3 separate regions of the Sus scrofa genome follow, and all the other regions are linked to region 1. A link is a contact called in public HiChIP or PLAC-seq data. All regions are on one chromosome and are shown on one strand. The core of a region is the stretch at or near the end of the contact, and the rest is flanking DNA. Distances in the headings are between cores, read along the strand shown. Region 1 holds the start of COX17 (COX17 cytochrome c oxidase assembly homolog). Region 2 holds the start of POGLUT1 (protein O-glucosyltransferase 1). Region 3 overlaps TIMMDC1 (complex I assembly factor TIMMDC1, mitochondrial).

Region 1 (3,760 bases), core at 918-3,417:
AAGGGCCTGAAAATGTAATTTTAGGAAAGAACCAAGTTAAGGCAAATTCAATTGTAAGAAAAAAATAACTCCTAACTATAGATATTTGGGGAGAAGCCATAGTGGTCAGAAGTAATTGATGCAGAAGTAATTTAAAGAAAGGGAGGTTCTCCTTTCTTCTAAAGCCTACACATCTTTCATAAGAGCTGTCTGCCTGGGACAGCAAGCTCCTTATAAAAATAATTGGAGTTCCTGCTGTAGCACAAAGGGATCAGTGGTGTCTCTGCAGCACTGGGATGCAGTGGGTTAAGGATTCAGCATTCCACACCTGTGGCATAGGTTGCAATTGAGGCTCTCATCTCTGGCCTGGGAACTCCATGTCCTTCAGGAGGCCAGAAAAAGAAAAACAAACAATGCCCCCCCAAAACAATAGCTAGCCCTCCCAGATCATTTCTTGAATACTGTAAATATTGTGGCTTATAGCATTAACCCTACAATAATCCTGGAGGCAGACACTTTTATTAGGCCCATTTTACAGACAGGAGGCAACGATGTTAAATAATTCGATCAAGGTAACAGAGTTGACGCCCCAGGATTCAAACCTTGACACTAGATCCCAGGCTCCATCATAATATCATATGGTCTGAAGGTTCAATAAGCACTTAACAGTTAATGTGGAAGCATAGTATCTGATCGTAGTCTTTTGAATCTCCCTTAACAGTATTATGTGCACAGTAGTGGATATTAACAAAAAGCACTTGGCTCCTACCACTCATATTTTCCCACTATGTCACTTATGATTTCTTTACTTTTTATGTGAGGACAAAAAGGGACTGGAGGGAGAGGTGTACATTCACATTATCTGAAGATTCCTTCTGAGATTTGTTCCACAACAGAGGCTGTATACAGTAAGAAGAAATGAAAACCTTTTGCAGGTTGATGGTAATTTAGATAAACAATTCTGAACACTACAGTGTCACATATGTTATAGCCTAGTTGATTTTTAAATTATCTACCTAAAACGGTGGGGGGAAGAGTTTAGGGGATTTTCTGTACCGTTAAGAAATGTACCTTGTACCCTACTATGACTAAATTCGGGGAGAAATTACCAGAAAACCGGAAAACTTTTACTCTTTGATCTTGATAAATCTTTTTTTCTTGGCCGCGGGGGAACTATGTGCAACTTCCCGAAAAGAGATCGAACCCGCCCCACGGCAGTCGCTGCTGAGACCACGTGGGATCCTTAACCCCTCTCACCACAAGGGAACTCTGATTTTGCCAAGTCTTCTATCATGGCCCATAAACCATAGTAGAGCAATCATTGAAAAACGTTTCCATTAACTGTTTCCCTTTACTTTTTTTTAAGGGCCGCACCTGGGACATATGGAAGTTCCCAGGCTAGGGGCTGAATCAGAGCTGCATATGCCGGCCTACACCGCAGCCACAGCCACACAGATCCCATTGGCATCTGCGACCGACCTACCCTGCAGTTTGCAGGGCCGGCTCCTTTACCCACTGAACAGACCAGGGATCGAAACTGCATCCTTATGGCTGCTGGTCGGGTTCTTAATCCGGTGAGCCACCACGGGAACTCCTGTGTTTCTTTAAATCAAGTAGCATCCATCCGTTTACAAGCCTTCGGTCCTAAAGCAATGTTTGACCCATAACAGCTGATGAAAAACCTTTTGTAGGAAGGAATGCCTGGATTGAGCGCGGCGGGTCAATCTGACCTCTCTCTGATCCCTTCAACCTTTTCCCCAGGGTAAGCTACGAGCTCAGTCTACAGACAGCTGACTGCGAAGCCTACCCAGGTCTATAACCCTCAAGAGAGCCCCGCGGCAAAGTGAGGGCCACGACCAGCCCTAGTCCGGGCAGCGGCACCCGAAGGCAGTGCACGGAGCCTGCCCCGCCGCCCCCTCCCCGGCTGCGCACTGACCACGCATCGCGCGCTTTCTTGGTCTCCGGGCAGGCGCAGCAGGGCTTCAGCGGCTTCTTCTCCTGCGATTCAGGCGGGGCAGGGATTGCGGCCGCCAGACCCGGCATTTTTCGCGCCGAAAGCTGCAATTAGCTCTGCCACCCCAAACTCTACCGGCCTCCGGACACGCCGATTCGCCCGCAGTTATTTCCGGCAGTCGCTCCAAAACAGAACAGGAAGTCCTGCCTCTCACTCTGACGAACTGGGAGGAAGGGAGGAGGTAAAGAGGAAAAATGTTTTAAAGGGCACGCGCGTGCGCAGAAGAGGCCGAATGATGGCCTTAGTGCTAGGGCGCCTTTTCCGCGCAGGTGCAGAGAGCCCAGGTAAAGTGCAGCGATGTTTGTAGACCAGCATTGAGAGGACCCACAAATGAGGAGACCCGTAAGGCAACTCGGAGAGCTCTCAACCATACACCCAGCTCGAAGTCGAAAACTGAAACTCAAGAAGGTGAAATGACCTGTCTATGCTACAGAAAAAAAAAAAAAACACTAGTGAAAGCCAATTCCTCTTGAGTAACAGACTTAGCGCCCGGCATCTTATGCTTGCCATTATCTGCCTTACTGCCTTCACCACCCCACTTCACCGCTCTAGTTAAAAGTGAGTAGCAAAGGAGTTCCCTAGTGGTCAGCGCAAACGAATCAGACTAGGAACCATGAGGTTTCGGGTTCTATCCCTGGCCTCGTTCAGTGGTTTAAGGATCCAGCGTTGCCCTGAGCTGTGGTGTAGGTCACAGACAGGGCTCAGATCAGGTGTTGATGTGGCTGTGGCATAAGCTGGCAGCAGCTGTGTCTCCGATTAGACCCCTAGCCTGGGAACCTTACCTCACCCACACGCTTTAAATCCTCAGCTAGTTAGTGTTTATAGCTCCCTCTCCAACTGAATTGATTTCCATATGAATTGCCAATCATAGGGCAAATATATTGGTTAGTAAAATTTTAAAATGCCTTTTCATTGTCATTCCTCAAATTCAGTTAATACCTATCCATCTAGGTAAATAAGTAAACTTAGACAGTATTTGCAATAGAATGGACATAACCATTAAGTTTTTTTCCTGCAGAGAATTGTTTGAGGAAGGATGAACTTATTTTTTAAAGCAGGACTTCCAGGCATTGTTAAAATAGCTGTCTAGGGATACGCACTTTGGTTAATCAAACATTGCTTATCACCTAAACCAGCCAATGGTATTGCCCCTCAAGATGGCTGTTTTCTTGCTCTTTGTACATTCCCTGCTCCACCATTTCCTGCTCCACCAACCCCTAAGTGCATGATTGACCTTTCTACATATTTGTCCCAGGCCCCAGCAATGAGATTGTTCTTATCTAAAGAGCGGTGAGGGCAGTGCCTCTCTGCTGGTCTCCCTGGTAACTCATGTGCCAACCTGATGTCAATTCCCACTGTAACTGGCAATCTCCCCTTCCCCTCCAGGAGCAGAGACTTTACCATGTCCTGTCAGACATGTAAGAACCCCCTGGCCATTAAACCATCCATGTCTCTGTCACTGACTCTGGGCTCTTCAGTCATGAAGCTGGGTAGGCACAGGGCTTGCAGACCTGCGGGATGCAGCCTAACACTAAGGTTTGTTTCTGTATTCCAGAGATTCAGCTCAGAATCCTGAGGTGTGTCTGGGAACTGGTGTAAAAGTAATTTCTATATGTGTATTTTCCAAGTTACCAAGACCATCCCCATTTTGTCATCTGGCATTTCCATTAGCTGTGGTGCAGGTCACAGATGAGGCTCAGGTCTGATGTTGCTGTGGCTGTGGTATAGGCTGGCAGCTGTAGCTTTGATTGGACCCCTAGCCTGGGA
Region 2 (3,760 bases), core at 424-2,923, 210 kb before region 1:
GAGGGTCTTTTAAACTATACTGTTTGCATTTTAAATTAGTGGCTGGCCTAGGACCTAGAAATCTGTGGGTTTCTTAAGTCCCAGAAGAATTCTAGCACCCATTCACATATAGGAACCACTGGAGTAAAACACCTCACCTCTTAAGGAAATGAAACAAGTATTGTTTAGATTCAGGTGCAGCTTATTCCTTCTGTGTATAGGGCTCACTTACCTCCCAATCTCTCACTGCAAAGATAAACATTGTAAATTTGCAGAAAACACTGATTTATTTTCATTTCAAAGACATTATAACACAAAATGATTTCTGTTTTGTTCTGATCACAGAAAGCAATAATTATGGAAATAAGCTATTTTATTGGGGTTTTTATAATTGTTCTCCAGTATATTCATTTTAAAGTAACTTTGAAAGTAAAGGTTATTGTGTTTAATCTATGTAGTACACAGTCTTATGTGCTTTTGATGAAACATTCATTTGAACTACTGTACACCTTCCTGGAAGTAGAAAAAATTGATTTAAGTTTCATTTGGATTCCTGAAGAAGCCTTTTAAGATGCAGTGTTAATGATTCATTTTCTTCTCTTGCTTACTCATGCAGAATGAGTTACATAGCCCATTCCTAGCTAATCAACATTATTTTACCTTCCAACGTTCCTTAAGATGTATCCTAAATCCTCCACTACCATCAGCCTAGGTTCTACTCCCATGTGCAAATTATGGCTGCTCCCCTTTTTCAGCATCTCCAGCATTCTCCTTTTCTTCAGCCTGGAATGCACCCTTCCTGCCCCCTTTCTTCAGTATTCCAGTTCAAATTGATCTTTCCGTCTGCTGAAACCAGTAGCATTTAGATACTGCCTTAAGTTGTAAATTATCTCTGGGGAAGTCATATTTTTCTTCTGGCTAGTTCTAAACTTCGGGGCACAGATCTCATCTTGTACTTCCACGTTTTTCCACAGAGCCTAGAGTGTCACTATGCACATTTTACACAATGGATACATACTTCTATTTGTATGATCACTGTATATATATATATATCTACGCTTTTCTTTATATACCATATAGAGCTATATACATACACTGTATGGTATGTTGCCCATTGTTTTGTTTTGTTTTTCCAAGTCACCCAAACACTTATAAATAGTTATTACAAAGAGATGTGTGCTATATATTGTCTGCAACCTTTTGGGCTCTAACAGTGCTGTAGACATTCAGGGGTTCAACAAATCTATACTATTTAATAAGAACCAGTTTGAGGTTGTGGAAGGAACTTCTAGCCTAAATTTTGCCACTTAAAGGCGGATCTGTGGGCGGAAAATGGTATCCTCTCTGACCTTCAGTTTTGGGGCTGTGAGACTGTGTTCAAGATGTTATAAAATGTAACGAACAAATATTAGACATTTTACCGGGGAGGAGGGGCGTACCATTTATTCATTCGCTCCTAGGATCCGATTTTATCTGAGGGCGAGCGAGCTGGGGCGGAGGGTCGGGGAGAGGATTTCACTCTATTCGCAAAGATGCAGCTCTGAACATATAAAGCTCGGCTTTCAACAGACGAGTAGAAAAATCGCGTCCCGCCGCACCGCACTAGGCGTTGGTTAACTCCCCGGGGAGGGCCCAGCTTCCCCGCTCCGCCTTCGCAGGGAACCGGTACCCGGAGGCTGAGCAGCGAGCAGCAGCCTCTGCGTTGGGCGGCTCTCCACCCACGTGGTGCGGCTCCACGGCCATCTTTGTGCGGGGCTGCGCTTCCGCCGGCGCAGCGGCGGGGCCTCCGCAGTGGGTCGGCTGGCGATGGAGCGGTGGGCGCTCTCACATCTTCGGTTGTGGCTGCTGTTGCTCCTCCTGCTCCCGGTGCCGGGCCGCCAAAAGGAGTCAGGTGCGCTCTGGGCGGCGCCGAGCCCGCCGCTGGGGCTCAGGGTCTGGCCCGGTGCCAAGCGCTCTCCCGCTCCCCTCGCTCCCGGTGCGGCTGGCGCCCGGCTTCTGCTGTGGTCGCGGTGGCGCAGAGCTGGGCAGGGAGCACCCGGGCGCCTCAGAGCGGAGAGAGATTGCGTCTGGGTGTCTAGCGCGGCTTCTGCCCAGGACCCTGGAGAGTAACCCATCCTCTGGAATTCGGAGTGATAGTTGGGAGGAGAGGGTATGCCCCTGTTCCTCCACAGCGAGTGTGTCCCACGCTGGGCTACCTTGTAGCTCCCTAACACACGTTGGGGGATAACTTGTGTGTGTGTGTTCGAAGGGAGGGTTAATGCCTGCGGCTTTTAATCAACCCCCTTTATGAGGCTCAGTTTGATTAGTAAAAGGTGAGAATCCATGTCACCAGCTTATCCATAACCTAGGTGCCAAGAATTAAGCTTGGAAATTTTCCCATTTCTTGTATACCTGGCAGCCTGAGTAGAGGAGCAGACCTGACCTGAGTGCTGGAGAGCTATAGAATGAATCCTTCCTGGAGGTTCATTTCACCAGTGGGATGGAAAAGGGGTGTCTACAAGTTTGGGCCTTCTTTTGGTTCTGCCTGTGTGCCGCAAGTGAATAAGAATGCTCAGGGATGTTTTGTTAACCTTCATTTACTTCACTTTTTGAAGGTTCGAAATGGAAAGTACTTATTGACCAAATTAACAGAGCTTTGGAAAATTATGAACCATGTTCAAGTCAAAACTGCAGCTGCTACCATGGGTGAGTTCTTTTCTTTGATGTGTTTTAGAGTATTTAGATCTTGTCAGGAGGAAATGCCCTAAGATCCCAGAAAGACCTTAGTTGCTGTCAGAGAGCCAAGCATGCTTTGAGAGCAGACAGATGTTTTGAGGGTCCCTGAGGTGGTTTTCACATTTCTAGGGAATAAAAATGCCCTGGGATGGGAAAGGCCAAAGTGGTCTTAGCATTGCTTGTTAACTTCCTGTAGGAGTTAGCACATGTATTTGTCTGCCTTCCCCACTGAACCAAAAGCTTCTTGAGGTCAAGGCCTCTGTCTTATATTCACTGCTGTATTCCTGGTGCTGGCTCTCAGTAAGTACTTAACTAAATATTGTTGAAGGAATGAATGTATATTTGAATGAATCAAATCGTATGTTTCCTGTTGGCTGTATATTTTTTCATATATATACATGGTATAAAATTTATAAAGTTCAAAAGGGCATTTACAAAAGTGAAAAGTAAGTTTTCTCCAACTCCTGGCTCACGCTATTTACTTGCCCTGGAGGTAACCATTGTTACTAGTTTTTTTAATATTCCCTCCAGAAATCAAAATGTACCTTAAAATTAGGAGTGCCCGTCGTGGCACAGTGGTTAACGAATCCGACTAGGAACCATGAGGTTGAGGGTTCGGTCCCTGCCCTTGCTCAGTGGGTTAACAACGATCCGGCGTTGTCTTGAGCTGTGGTGTAGGTTGCAGACTCGGCTCGGATCCTGCGCGTGCTGTGGCTCTGGTGTAGGCAGGTGGCTACAGCTCCGATTTGACCCCTAGCCTGGGAACCGCCATATGCCGTGGGAGCTGCCCAAAGAAATAGCAAAAAGACAAAAAAAAAAAAAAAAAAAATTAATACTTTTATTGTTACAGTAAGTGTTGTCTTCTTATTTTTTTACATTTTTTATTTCCCCAATACAATTTTTTTTTCTGTACAGCATGATGACCCAACTACACATACATATATACATTCTTTTTTCTCACATTGTCATGCGCCATCATAAGTGACTAGACATAGTTCCCAGTGCTACACAGCAGGATCTCATCGCTAATCCATTCCAAAGGCAATAGTTTGCATCTATTAACCCC
Region 3 (3,760 bases), core at 337-2,836, 140 kb before region 1:
AGGAGCTTGCTGCCTGAGAAGGAAAAGGAAGTTGCCCTGCAGATTGTAACTTTTACTAAATGAGGGGGTGGGGGGGGATGACTGAGTCAAGTGTACTGAGGGGTAAAAACTGCTTGTGCTTTGTTTGGGGGTTAAACTTAGTGAAAATGCTGTTGCCCACATGAGCAGCGTTTGAGGTTCCCATATGGTGCAGCAGGTTTGGGATCCGTTATTGCCGCAGCTATAGTACAGGCCACAACATCCGCACAGGTTTGATCCCTGGCCTGGGAACTTCCACATGTTGAAGGTGCAGCCAAAAGAAAAAAAAGTCTTTCACATGATCAGTATTTGTGAAGCAGCCTAGAGTGTTGGCTAGAACTGGGGGCTCTGGAGGCAGGGCACTGGCTTGCAGTCTTAGCCCTGTGTCTTTGCATCCATGTGACCTACAGCACAGCCATTTTACTTTAAGTCTGGAGTTTTCTGTCAAATGAAACAGTATCTACCCCAGAATGGGTAGTAAATGTGTAGAGCATAACACAATGCTGTGGCACACAGGACATTATCTAATTGCAGATATTAGCAGTTAAAATTGTATGAGAACCTGGAGTTCCCTTTGTGGCTTGGTGGTTACAAATCCAACTAGTATCCATGAGGATGCGGGTTTGATCCCTGGCCTTGCTCAGTGGATTAAGGATCTGCTGTGTAGGTTGCAGATATAGCTCGGATCTGGTGTCGCTGTGGCTGTGGCATAGGCCAGCAGCTGCAGCTCCAGTTCAACACCTAGCCTGGGAACTTGCATATGCTACAGATGCAGTCCTAAAAAGAAAAAAAAGGGGGGAGAGATATGAGAACATCTGCACCAATGTATTTTCACCACGATTTACATATTCTTGCCACACTCCAAAAAGCATGTTTTTCTTAATCATCCCATTCATAAATTGTAACAAATTGGCAGTTAGTCGGTTTATTTTATTCATACCCCCATACAGGTTAAATCTTTAAACTAGAAATTATAAATTATCAGATGGTTGGTTTTAAAATAATTTTATTCATATCACAAAAATATCAAAATAATAGAAGTAAAATAATTTTGAAAGTAGTACTAATACATTTATTAAATGTAATAAGTAATAATTTACTATAATTTATTGTTTAAAGTACAAATAAGCTGTCTCTTGGGTTTGTCTCTTGTTTTGTGGTTAATTACTTCTTAAGGTCTCCTTTTGATCATGTCCGAGGATTATGAATCTTAACTAAAGGCAGCAATTCCTGTTTGTTGTTGTTGTTGTTGTTATGGTTGTTTCCTTACCTTACACTTTTGTCAGTCTACTACCCATATTTTCTTCAGTAACTTTGTTCTGTGAGGAACTATTTAAACATATACCTCTGTTCTTTAGACTATATAGCATAATCTGGTCCCTTTTTAGCTGTCAAAATTAAACATTTTAAATCCAGCCACATTTGAGAAACTTGGTCAACTCTTGCTGTCCAACTCTAGATTTTCAAATGAGAATGTCTAGTTGCCCCAGCTTAAGTAAGATTCACTTAGAGAAAGAGGAGTCATGAGTTAAGTAACATAAGAACAGTAGTTGGCCACTTCTTTCTTTTCAATTCTCTGCTGATGTCAGAATGATCCAAAAATACCAAGGAGGAAAAGCCACTTTAGGGATCTAAAGAAGCCTTGTGGAAGCTCTTTTTCATTACCTTAAGCAGTTTCTTCTAAAGACAGCTTAATCTTTAGTACATACACACAGTAAAACCTATCTCATTTTAACTGAGAACATCCTCATAAATATTTTATAAATGCAATTAAAGTAAAGCTATTTAAGGAAATTATCAGTCCAATGTGAACCAATAGAATGTTAACCCACTGAGCAAGGCCAGGGATTGAACCCTCATCCTTGTGAATACTATTTGGGTTCTTAACCCACTGAGCCACAACAGGAACTCCAGAATGTGCATCTTTAACCCACACTAACCACCCTCTCCAACCCAGCTATTGCTTTGGAGTGTATAAGTCATTGGCATTACATATCAGAGGAAATTAGTTTTGGATAGCTCTACTTCCTCCTGAACCTGGTAGAGAAGATTGATACTGGCTAAACTGTTTCCAGAAGCACTTTAACTCTGTGTGTGTGTGTGTACACATACCAGTTAATAGCACAGAGCTAGATTGATGAAGGAAAAGAGTACCAGAGCCAGGAAAATCTGGGTTCTAGCCTTGGCCTTTACAATTCAGGTCACCTCCCAGAACTTCAGTACCCTGTCATTGGTAAGACTAGTATTCGTGGAGTTCCCATTGTGGCTCAAGGGGTTAAGAACCCCACATAGTGTCAATGAGAAGGCGGATTTGATCCCTGGCCTTGCTCAGTGTGTTAAGGATCCAGTGTTGTTACAAGCTCTGCCGTAGGTTGCAGATACCGGCCCTGATCTAGTGTTGCTTTGGCTGTGGCTGTGGTGGCAACTGCAGCTCCAATTCTACCCCTAGCCTGAGAGCTTACATACACTACAGGTGTGGCCGTAAAAAAGGAAAAAAAAAAGGACTAGTATTCACTAATGTTTCCTCCAGGCCTACAGAATTCTGTGTTTCCATAGTTCCTATTGTGGCTCACTGGGTTAAGGAAAAAAAAAAAAAAAAAAAAAAGCCTGTGTTTACAAATCCTTGGTCAGCATCACTAGAGCTAACTTCTGTCCCCACCATACTCCTCCAGTCACTTTCTGCAAAGCCGCTGGAATGAGAGGCTCCTTGCAAACAGATACATGAAGGGCAAGGTGAGATAACCCTGGCCATCTCAGGAAGCTCCAAGAAGAGGTCAGTCTCAGGCGGGACCTGCAGAAAACATTTAAAAATTTTATATTTTTTTTACTGCGAAGTTATTCCCAGGTTGAGGTAACATTGTAGATGTTAATCTTGATGACTAAACAACATAAAGGCAGGTCTAAATTGTGAGAGAATTTAGGACAAATCTGACAGTTTTTACCACATGAAATAGCAGGTAAATGTTAACTACCAGCTGTCACCAACCAACCAAACATTATCGATCAAGGCACTCATTCATCTATATGTGGGGTAAACAAAGGCTTGTTGAGCTTGCTTGGTCTTCTCAATAAGCCAACGATTTGGTGAAGAACATAAGACATGGCACATGAAAATAAACCCAGGGTGGACAGTGATGTGCTGGAAATAGCACTGTTCCAGCATTCAGAGGCAGAACTGCTTGAATTGGACAAGATGGCCACAGAAGGCTTGTGTAGGAGACTGAGTTCGTGGCTTCATTAGGAAGTATCAGCTAACTAAGCAGAAGTCTTTGAAGATAATCAGGGAAATGCTAGGTAATTGCAGAACTGAGGGGAGCATCCTGGAAAGGGTATTGTAAGAAATAAGCAAGAAGCTGAAATGAAAAGAAAACAGGATAGGAAGCTGAGAGGCTGTTGTGGGGAAGTACATATAAGCTGCTGTGGTATTCTAAAAGGAACCTGAGCTTGATGTCCAGTTTGGGTCCTGGTTTTGCTCCTTCCCTGTCTGACCTTAGGCAGATCACTCAACCTCTGGGAGCACTGGGTTTCTCTCCCATAAAACGGAGATCTTGCTCATAGAGATTTTTACAAAATGAAAATGAAATAATGCTTTTGTGGAGTTCCCGTTGTGGCGCAGTGGTTAACGAATCCGACTAGGAACCATGAGGTTGCGGGTTCGGTCCCTGCCCTTGCTCAGTGGGTTAACGATCCGGCGTTGCCGTGAGCTGTGGTGTAGGTCGAAGACGCGGCTCGGATCCTGCGT

Evidence for each region. HiChIP or PLAC-seq counts read pairs in DNA pulled down with a chosen protein or histone mark.
Region 2: a contact with region 1 is called in an H3K27ac HiChIP or PLAC-seq map of skeletal muscle. The contact joins the promoter of POGLUT1 here to the promoter of COX17 in region 1. A contact is called at or near these places in 2 of 5 promoter capture datasets (fetal liver and liver), 1 of 47 Hi-C or Micro-C datasets (fibroblasts) and 2 of 2 datasets of contacts at active chromatin or transcription factors (alveolar macrophages and skeletal muscle).
Region 3: an H3K27ac HiChIP or PLAC-seq map of alveolar macrophages shows a contact between it and region 1. The contact joins the enhancer-like site here to the promoter of COX17 in region 1. A contact is called at or near these places in 6 of 47 Hi-C or Micro-C datasets (brain, embryonic fibroblasts, mesenchymal stem cells and 3 more) and 2 of 2 datasets of contacts at active chromatin or transcription factors (alveolar macrophages and skeletal muscle).

The regions. Positions count from the first base shown.
Region 1 is chr13:140,582,693-140,586,452 of Sscrofa11.1, reverse strand. It overlaps COX17 (COX17 cytochrome c oxidase assembly homolog), which reads right to left and starts at 2,167. Exons shown (of 3, transcript NM_001348525.1): 1 at 1,916-2,167. The coding sequence starts at 2,022.
Region 2 is chr13:140,791,558-140,795,317 of Sscrofa11.1, reverse strand. POGLUT1 (protein O-glucosyltransferase 1) reads left to right here and starts at 1,673. Exons shown (of 11, transcript XM_021070325.1): 1 at 1,673-1,870; 2 at 2,574-2,664. The coding sequence starts at 1,786.
Region 3 is chr13:140,726,232-140,729,991 of Sscrofa11.1, reverse strand. TIMMDC1 (complex I assembly factor TIMMDC1, mitochondrial) reads left to right here. Exons shown (of 8, transcript XM_021070323.1): 8 at 1-1,433. It also overlaps a transcript of CD80 not described here. Among named protein-coding and RNA genes, the nearest start is that of TIMMDC1, 31 kb to the left of the region's middle. Within about 2 kb of position 1,586, at least 8 of the 83 cell types and tissues checked have an H3K27ac peak or open chromatin away from gene starts, as enhancers often do. A contact at or near this core is called in alveolar macrophages, retroperitoneal adipose tissue and skeletal muscle, where this site is marked.